Regions from separate parts of the Mus musculus genome. Here region 1 is linked to region 2. A link is a contact called in public capture Hi-C data. All regions are on one chromosome and are shown on one strand. Each heading gives the region's core, a stretch centred on a gene start, on an enhancer-like site or on the middle of the called end of the contact. The rest is flanking DNA. Distances are from core to core; before and after follow the strand shown. Region 1 overlaps Marchf7 (membrane associated ring-CH-type finger 7). Region 2 overlaps Tanc1 (tetratricopeptide repeat, ankyrin repeat and coiled-coil containing 1).

Region 1 (5,203 bases), core at 1,205-3,704, 460 kb before region 2:
ATTAGATGCCAGCCATTCCATGACCACTCAGTTCCTTAAATACACCTAAGTCTTTCCTAGTAGCTGTTCTCTCTGCTAAAATGTTCTTTTCCTTCTGAAAGCCAGATTCTTATTATCAAGGTCTAAAATTAAAAGGTGTAGCCTAAGAAAGGTGCTCCCTTAACAACCAATACCATGAAAACTGGTATAACAAAGGAATTCCTTGACAACCTGACAAATGGCACAGGCAATAAATCTTTCTCAAAATACACAGCTGCTAAATGGTGACTGTGTCTGATTTATCATTTAGTGTGGTTTAAGATGGACTATGTCATAAACACTGGTTAAATTATAATTATATATAGTATACAGATTTGTTAGTTGAAATACCTACAATATGTATATATCTTAGAAAAAGAATCTGAAAACAATTCTCTAAGAGGGTGAATCTTACCAGAATTAATTTTGGCTTGTAACCACTTTTTCATACACTCTTGATGGACGTACTGCAGGCTCCCTGTGCATTTGCACGGCTCTATCAATAAATTAGATGATGACGCTGCTGCCATCTGACAAATTCTACATAAGTCCCCTTCTTCTTCATCATCAGAGTCCTCTAAAAGGAGGCTGAAAGAGAAGGCACATAATTCAAAACTATCTTAATTCCTCCTAAATAGCCATTTCATTATCCAGAATCTCAATCTTTCATTTCTACTTCTACTGAGGAGTACGGCAAGCAGCACTGAGGGTGACCTGAGAGTTCCTGCCACTGTGAACACAATGTGGACACGACTAAGGCCTGCTGCACCGCACCACTGGTCATCTTCAAACGGCTCACCTTTTGTTTTCAGAAATGTATCTTAAGTCCACCTTTTTCAACATCACTGAGATTTTTAACTATTCAAGTGTTCTAGGTTACTGGAAACCCAACAGTAAAGGGTAACACACATGTCATTTGTCAACTGCAATACAATTGCAAGGTTACTGCAGAACCATCTTAATCGTTAAAACCCACATTTTCTATTATCCTCATAAACAGACTAACATGTACCATTTATATGTGAATTCTCTTTTAACAAGCAAAGTTTTCTGTTAAAAGTCATATTTTGTTAGTTAACTGATGGCACATCAAAGAGGCATACAATAAATGGACAGTATTGAACGAATACAGCCTGGACAGTGTGAGTCAAGTTAGCAAGACATTTACAGAAAGGGACACACGGACTTATGTAAGGTGACTTTCTGCCTTAGCTTAATCAGAAACACGACATTGAGCACAAACGACTCTGAAAAGCTAAACATTCTGTTTTGTATTTAACATGTCTCCCTTCATGTTTCAACTCTATTTTACTAAGTAGATCCAATTTTTCTGTGTTTATCAATCAGTGTAGTCTTAAAATCCTTATATAGGAGGTTAAAATATAATAAACACATAAAAACACATACTATAAACTCTGTCAAGATAAATGATCTTTTAAAACTATATTATCTAGGACGCGGTGTGGTAGTATGTGTCTTTAATACATGTGGGAGACAGAAGCAGGTAGATCTCTATTGGCTCCAGGCCAATTAGGGCTACATAATAATGAGACTATCTCAAAAAGAAAAAAAGCAAAAACCAACCAAATAAAACCAAAACCCACCTAACCAGGCAGAGCGGTACATCACTGTAAACAGTCAAGATCAATAAAGCCATCTTTGAAGGTAAGAAACCTAAGCTACAATCTTCAGATCGCTTACAATCAGCGGAAACTGCTATCATGAACAAGTAGTGACGCTAAAGAGTACTAGGGGAGAGTAAATGTTTCTTTAAAATAAAACTGTGGAAGTTTAAAATCAGGAAAATAACCCATATTAAAGTGTATCTTTAAAAGGGAAAATTGAGAAAAAAATAAGTGGTAAGCCAATTAATTTATTGAAGGCTAATATAGATTGGTAATTTGCTACCATTTGGTTCTTGTTCCTAACTCAATTCCATTTAGCAGTAACTCTATTTATGGAAAAAGAAACTGATCTGCATTTGTATGTATCAAGATAAATTAAGACATGTCAGATTCATCCTTCCTTCCCCCCCCCCCCCACCTTTTTGGTTTTTGGGGTTTTTTTTTTTGTTTTTTTGTTTTTTTTTTTCCGAGACAAGGGTTTCTCTGTGTAGCCCTGGCTGGCCTCGAACTCAGTAATCAGCCTGCTTCTGCCTCCCAAGTGCTGGGATTAAAGGCTTGTGCCACCACTGCCCCACACATCATTTCTTGGTAAAACTCATGCCCCAAAACTTACCTTACGGTTATATCACCATTTGTCTGTAAGAAAATTTAGATAACAAGAGCTATTTTAAATCTTTAATCTGATCTAGCTTACAATGTTTGTTAATATTCAAATTTACCTTTCTTTGATTTTCTGAAGTTTTTCTGGGTCTCTTGAAGGTGCACTTTTAGCTTTATCATTTTTCCCATCAGTTGAATTCCAACCAGAAGGAATAATATCTACAGTAATCATGACATTGTCAGCCAGATTACTGCCGAGTGCTGGTGGGACTGCAAACCGGAACAAGGAGCCAGGAAGAATCCCTGTTAGTCCTGGATTTCTTCCACCCTGAGGCAACTCTGGGGTGGAGCCACCTGCAGCAGCACTGCTTGACGCTCCAGATGCTTGTGGTCGGTTGGCAGCAGCCCCAAGGGAGTCACCCTGTGCTTCAAGATGAACTACTTCATTTGAATCTCTTCTGAAAATATGAGATCTAGGTGGTACATCTGACGTAGACATTCTTGAAGACTCATCCCTTCCCTCTCGCCTCCTTCTCGAGAACAAAGGTGTGCATCTATTTCTAAGTGAAGAAGACAACCATGGTCCTGAATTTCTACCTTCTGATTCTTGGTTAAAATTTTCTGCCTCTGGTTCAGAGCTATGATTTTGGCTGAGCGACGACAACCCCCATCTTCGCCTAAGAAATCTAAATCCCTGAGATGCTTCAGCTGCCCTGCCCTCACTGACGTCAGAGGACGAGGAGGTTCCATTATTCCGAGACTGTGAAGTCAGGGTTCTCGGAGAAATATAATTTTCAGAACTCAAAGATCTTGTATTCAAGGAATCTTGACTAGATCTTCGTGAGAAAAAAGTAGATGACATGCTAGAAGCTATCCGTGACAGCAATCTCCTAGTTGTACGCCTACCTTCATTGTCAGAAGATTCTCGATATGGTCTCTGAGATGAACCCCTTTCTGAATTGCTTATAGTTGGAGTTTCATTTCTACTTGAAAAATATGAAAATGCAGGATGTGAACTGTTGCGAAAAGATTCTGATTGTCTTGGAGAAAAATGTGATCTGAAAGAACTTCTACTGGAGTCCCTAGAACTTGGTACTGTCTGATGGTCAGAAGGCAATTGGTGATTGGTGGATGATGAATTCAACTGTAAAGTGCTCACTGCATTCTCTTTTGGTCTTGCTCCCTGTGAATATGAAGAAGGAACTCTTTCTTGAACATCTATTTTTGAAAGAAGGGAAGGTAACCAATTATGAAATAATTTAAGCATTATTGAATGCACATTTATTGACTCCTGCCAAACTGAAAGACTAGGGTTTGAAATGAAATGCTATCTATCTTATAACAAACAGTTTAACTATTATAAGAAAAAATTTACTTCTGAAGTACTCCTGAGTAGAGTACAAACTCAAAGTAGAGTACTGCAAATTCAAAAACAGAGCTGATGACACAAGTGAAATGCATTAATGGGAAACGGATACTGACACACAACTTTAAGCCAAATAATACAGTGTAATGGTTAAAAAAATATGCATTCCAGGAAAACAGTTCTCAAGATTCTTCTTATTCTATGCAATAAATATGAAGATTACTTTACATAAATGTTTAGGGCCCATATAATTTCATGCTATGCCTTGCTAACAAGTAAGAATGTCTAGTCCTTTAACACTGGCTGGAACTGTGCTCAATCCAGGCCTCTGCTAATCTGCATTTTCAAAAGCAAGACAGGGAGGAGGGATCCTGTCAGCACTTGGGTGGCAGAGGGAGGATCACCAGGTTCCTCTGCTTTTCAGGGTGGCCTTGCCTCAAGGTCAACCAGATAAAAAACAGACCTCCTGAACTGGCCGTTTCAATCTGAGTGGAGATCACAAACACTACTAGTCTTTTATGAAAAAACACTTTCCATCTACCCCGTGTAAGAGGTACATTTATTACTCTATTAACTTATTGGGACCACAAAAGAATAAACTATCCACAGGCTGAGCCTATATCTGCTGACTGTGATTAAAAGAAGCACCACCCCCACTCCTCCACGTTACTGTTAACTCTGAGCAGCACTCTTCTGTTACTCACTTAAATATGATCACTTCTGAAAAGCTAAGTTTACGCAAGAGAGAAAAACCGTACATTTCAAAATGTAATTATAATCAAGTAAATCATACAGTTCCACGTAATCCTTAAAATGATGACGTCAGGGGCTAGAAAGAGCACTAGCTTTTTTTTTTTTTTTTTTGAGGACGTGGGTTCTATTCCCTGTACCCACAGGGTGGCTCACAGCCATCTGCAACTCAAATCTATAGGATCTGTCACAGTATTGCTCCCTGGGCACTAGGCTCACAAGTAGTGCATAGCCACACAAGTAGGCAAATACACTCATACACATAAAATAGTGACAAACAGCACAACATAGAGTTAGTTCATAATTCAGCTAAAAGTACTCATTAAAACTGTTATAGACAAGTCACGCTATCCTATAGAAGAATTAGCTATAAATAATACTTTATTAACATATATTAAGATTTTTTAAAGCATAGAGAATCCAAATAGTCAAGAACATGTTTTAGACTGTTTATATTTTTTAGAATAAACAAAGATACTAAAAAAAAAAAAAAAAAAAAAAAAAACTAAACAGTTCTGATATCTCCGTATGAAACTAAAATTCATTTCATTCCCTCCAGTGTAGTTTTATAATGACACAGGGAACATTTGTAATAACACATAAGCTATATTTAACAATATAGTTTCTACATACATGATGAAGTTGTGAAATCACCACTTCGGTGATTATAATCCATAAGATTGCTGATGGAGGACTCTCTTCTCCTGTCCAAATCTCTCCTTTCTCTCATCAAGTCTGTTCCAAATGAACCAAGTACCATTGATGAAGATCTGGGAACTTGACTATGCCTCCAAGAAGAATCTTAAAGTAATGGAAGAAGTTTTATGAGAGGTTTTCAAGGCTC
Region 2 (4,933 bases), core at 1,759-4,258:
TCTAAATGAGCGAGGGAAGGGGGACAAATATCAGCACCCCAGGAAGGCAAAGGAAGAGAAACAGACAAAGAGCTAAGATTGGCATTCACCACCTGCAACTGCACGGCCTGGGGGGAGGCAGGCGGCAGACCCTGTGGTCCAGAGGAAAAACGGGATGGGGGTGGGTGTGGGTGTGTGTGTGTGGTGCACGGAGCTGACACATCATCTGGGAGAGATTCAGAGTTGGGGGGCAGGGCCATGGCACAGAGCCCTCCAGTCTTCCTGGAGTTTCCCCAGCACCATCTCTCAAAAGCAACAGGTGCAGGATGCTGCAAGTGAGAACCTGGGCAGGCCGAAGTAAGCGGTGAAGAAGGCAATGGAAGGGAAGAGGCTTTGAACAGTTCCACCCTCAGCCAGAGTGGCTAATGGTTAACTTGAAACCCTTCTGCTTGGGATATCTATTGTTAATAAAGAGGAAGAATCTTTACACACTGTGGTGGTATGGTTTTGTTTGTTTTTTTTTTTAAGTCTTGGGGCAAGTGAGACAGCTTGCTTGCTACACAAACTTGGCAGCCTAAAACGGATCCCTGCCACCCCATAAAGACAGAAACAGGAAAGTGACTCTGCTGGATTGTCTTCTGACTGCCACATGAACAGTATAGCATATATATCCACAGGCACATCATACATACAGACACACATATATATACACACATGCACACATAGACACAGGCATGCATGCATACACACACACATACACATTCACACACACATACATACACATATGTATATATTCATGTTGGGAATTGGTTCTAATGCTTTGTCTTAATTTGGACCCCAAGAGCCTTGCTTCCAGATGCTGAGGGTCCCTGCCCCTAGCTGGCTTCAATTGGTAATAATGAATTGCAGAACAGCCAATGGCTGGGCAGGGAGATGGAGGCAGGACTTTTAGATTTTGTGGGGCAAGGGACTGAGGGAGAGAGGGGAAGGAGAAGAGAATTGCCATGACAGGGGAGCAGAGGAAACTGACTTAAAGCCTGCCAACACGTAAGATGCCAGGAAAGATGCCCTGATTGGGTCTGGGGTAGCAGACATGAAATATAGATTTTAAAAGATGTTAACTCAAGATTACTGGAGGGGGAGGTATGTGTTAGGCATTTGGGGGGGGGGGGCACGTTTAGAAGTGCCCACTGAGCTGGTCAAGGCATGTCAAAATAAAAGTGGGTGCAGAGCTAAAGCAGAGAAGCGAATTCACAGCTACGTATTTATATGAATCAAATTCTGGTAGAAAGGCCAGGATTAATTTGTATTTCTTCTCCTCAATGAGTCTACCCTGTCTTCCTCAGTGAAAAACATCTCTTTTCTTGAAATAAGTATACACATTTAAAATATTTATCATCATATGGACATAAAAATTGAACAGCTATAATTCAGAAGATGCCTTAAAACCCAGTATTTCTGAAAAATTTGGAAGGTCAGATTAGTGTGTGTGTGTGTGTGTGTGTGTGTGTGTGTGTGTGTGTGTGTATACATATATATATATATATACACACATATATATATATACATATATACATATATAATCTACTACTATATAGAATATATATTCCATATAGTAATAGATTTTTTATTCATTTTTACTTTATTAGTAAATAGATTTTATATATATATATATAATCTATATAATCTATCTATCTATCTATCTATCTATCTATATATATATATAGAGAGAGAGAGAGGCTTTTCCCCCTAAACTGGGATTAACACAAATTACAATTCCACCTGTAACAGTTGGAAGCAACTTGAAGGGGTGTCAGTAAGAAAACATTTCCTGAGGCATAGAGGAAACACCTTTTAAGCCATTTCTTTATAAAAGCTTTTCTTTTAAAGCAAGTGACTGCAAGTTGTTTTTACAGTGACCGCTACATCTGGGGTTCACACTTAGCAGGTTTTCACACTGCAAATCTGAAAATCAGCATCCAGGTAATACCAACGGTTTCAGTAAGTTAAGAGCAGGCACCAGAAGAACTTTTCTTTAAAATAAATAAAGACACTCACAGAGAACGCAGTTAGTCCCAGCCGCTTAGCCAGTACTTCCACATGACAGAGTCACTGCGCTTCTAAAGACTTGAATGTCGGGAGAACCTGGACCTCTTGGATAAAGTGGGGCTTCCTTCTAGATGACATGAGAAGGGTGAAGAGGCACAGGGAAGTTCCTTAAGCCCTGGTCTCCCAGAGCAAGAATTGGAAGGTGGTCCAGTATGTTCTAACGGTCACTGGCCCCTTGCTAAACTGTGGAAACCCAATGCAGCCGGGGTACCTGTGGTATCTGAGGAAGCTGCCCGGGCATGTGGCAACACAAGCTACTCTCCCTGCATCTGCTGGGTGGAGTGATTTAGATTCAACACGATCAGCGTGCTGGAAATCGGCCTAAGAAGTAAGAGGAGACTGAGGAATTTCCAAGGACAGGTTGGCACTTTTTGAAATGTCCCCTAATGCCCTGACTAAACTGTGCTCAGAACACTGCTTTGAGCCTTTTGCTGCCCCAAGCACACAAAACCCAGGAGGCCTGGGCCTTTGCTATTCAATGCTGGCTCCCCCAGTTCAAGTGGCTACCCCTACTTAAAATGGAAAGTTAAAGAAAAGCTGGGTCCCCTCTCTTCCAGCCGTGTCTCATTGGAACTCAAAGCCTCTCCAACACATTCTACAAAGGCGCTGCCAGGGCTTCTGAGGTGGGAAACCAGAGTGTTTGACCTTTGTTTCCGCCCAGTCAGATCAAGGGGTTCTTAAATCTTTTACTTTCTTAAACACCTATGATGCCCAATAGCTGGGACCACAGGCTGCAGTTCATAAACTCAGCAAGTTCTTCAGAACACAGAAACACGTCCTACCCCGGCAATCACAGAGCCACAAATACAGCATCCATGCCTGTCAGCTCCAGCTTGGGAACCTGCACAGCCTGCAGAGATTGCAGCAGGAGAATGCTCCTCCCCTCTGGCCTCTTCAGACACCTGCAGCTCAAGTCAGCCTGGAGAGGAAATTCTTGCTTCTTTTCCTTCTCCTCCCTACCACACCTTGGCAACAGACTTTAGTGCCACAGGTCACAGAGGAGAGAGAACGGAGGCACACGGGTCACCAGCACAGCCTCTCTCACCTACCCAGGGCCTTGACCGATGCAGTGCAAGCCTGGTGCCCAGAAGCTGGGGTCTCCCATTCATCTCAAGAGACTGCTAAACCCCCCCCCCCTCACTTTCCCATTCTTATGTCAATTTATTCAGCTCTTCATGCTTAGCCAAGTTAAGGGAAAATATCGACCAAGGAGCACTGTTGATGACATAAATGGTCCTAAGAACTTAAGACACCGTGATAGTAAAAGTTTTAACAAACCTACTCAAAATAGGAATCTCAAGAAGTTCTTTATAAGGCAACTAGAAGGTGGCTGCTTCAGGGCCATTGCAGACTGGCAGCAATTCTCTCCTTAATATCGCCTTCCTGGTACTCGGCTCGGATCCCAGAGTTGGTAAAACACAGCTCTCATCCGTATGGAGCCAAAATGAAATAGTAAGTACACTGAAGGAGACCACCGTGGGCTGCGGGAGCATCGACCACAGAGTCTCATAGCAGAGATGGGGGAGATTACAAAAATCAAGTGTTAGTTAGGAGCTTCCTGGCAGTTTAGTCCTTCCCTGGCAGAGCAGAAAGCTAAGCCAGTGCCTTTGCTTCTTGTGTGTAAATGCTAGCAGGGGCTGGGGATGGAGCTTAGCTGTATTTTGCTTGGTTCACACATACTGAGCCTTAGTCTGATACCTTGTATTGCAAAACAAGTCGGTTTCAACATTCCAGCCCTGCACCTGAGCAAGGGAAAAGCAAATGGCAGATGGGTGGCTCTGCTCCTGAACACGCTTGCAGACGTCTGACCTCCAGCCTGAATGGCACCTTTAAAATCGAGACACACTCAACGCCAAGACTCAAGCTAACAGTAAAGATGAGAAGTCTGTCCCAAAAAGGTAGCAGTGGCCAAATCCTTGAAGGGAGATTAAATTCTCAGAAGGACATGGCATTTCAAGAGCTAAGGAAGTCTCGTGTGGCTACCACTGAATTAGCATCAAAGGTCTGTCCATGGAGGAGAGCACAGACACAGAGCACAAACAAAGCTGCTCCGCAGGAAGAGCTTGCTGAAATGAATTCACAAAGCAGAAGAGGTAGAGAAGATGAGAAAGCCAACTGGCTGGATCAGCTCAGGCAAAGGCCTTGAGGCTGGGAAATAAATAAATAAATAAATAAATAAATAAATAAATAAATAAGGATTTGCGGTAAGGCCTCCATTCATACAGAATTCCCCAAATCAGCTCAAACAACAATTTCAAGCTGCTGGAATGTCACTCGTGGCAATGGCGACCGTGTTCTAAGACCAGCTTGTAAGGACAGGTACCTGATTTTGAACATACTAGAAGTTAACCGATAGTTTAAGGGAATGACTATTATGTGTAGATTACATTTTTTTTTCCCGAGACAGGGTTTCTCTGTATAACCCTGGCTGTCCTGGAGCTCACTTTGTAGACCAGGCTGGCCTCAAACTCAGAAATCCACCTGCCTCTGCCTCCTGAGTGCTGGAATTAAAGGCGTGCACCACCACGCCCGGCGTAGATTACATTTTGAAACCGAAATGAGTGCAACATGAAACGGATCCGTAAGAGTTCGGTCCCACCGAGATCAGCCTCCTGGCTGTAGCTGGGTCCTCCCCAATACATGCAGAGATCTACAGCGGGACCCCAGTACTTTCACGGGTGTGGGGTTCAGGAGCATCTTCAAAGTCTGAACTGGATAAACGCATGATTTGGTTTTTAAATTATACTTGGATGAAAGCGCAAGTGACCAGAGAACACGGAGCTCAGAGGTCTATTTGACTACGTATTAATGTGACTATGGAGCTGATGAAAGATGGCACATAACG

What was found. Capture Hi-C pulls out chosen DNA fragments and counts their contacts.
Region 1: a contact with region 2 is called in a capture Hi-C map of embryonic stem cells, with 3 times the contacts expected there. The contact joins two enhancer-like sites. A contact is called at or near these places in 1 of 115 datasets of contacts at active chromatin or transcription factors (embryonic stem cells) and 1 of 9 other capture datasets (embryonic stem cells).

What each region holds. Positions count from the first base shown.
Region 1 is chr2:60,232,157-60,237,359 of GRCm38.p6, reverse strand. Marchf7 (membrane associated ring-CH-type finger 7) reads right to left here. Exons shown (of 10, transcript NM_020575.2): 4 at 4,993-5,160; 5 at 2,363-3,461; 6 at 434-606. Among named protein-coding and RNA genes, the nearest start is that of Marchf7, 25 kb to the right of the region's middle. Within about 2 kb of position 2,454, at least 14 of the 459 cell types and tissues checked have an H3K27ac peak or open chromatin away from gene starts, as enhancers often do. A contact at or near this core is called in embryonic stem cells, where this site is marked.
Region 2 is chr2:59,773,421-59,778,353 of GRCm38.p6, reverse strand. All of the region lies in intron 7 of Tanc1 (tetratricopeptide repeat, ankyrin repeat and coiled-coil containing 1), which reads right to left. Among named protein-coding and RNA genes, the nearest start is that of Wdsub1, 110 kb to the left of the region's middle. Within about 2 kb of position 3,008, at least 25 of the 459 cell types and tissues checked have an H3K27ac peak or open chromatin away from gene starts, as enhancers often do. A contact at or near this core is called in embryonic stem cells, where this site is marked.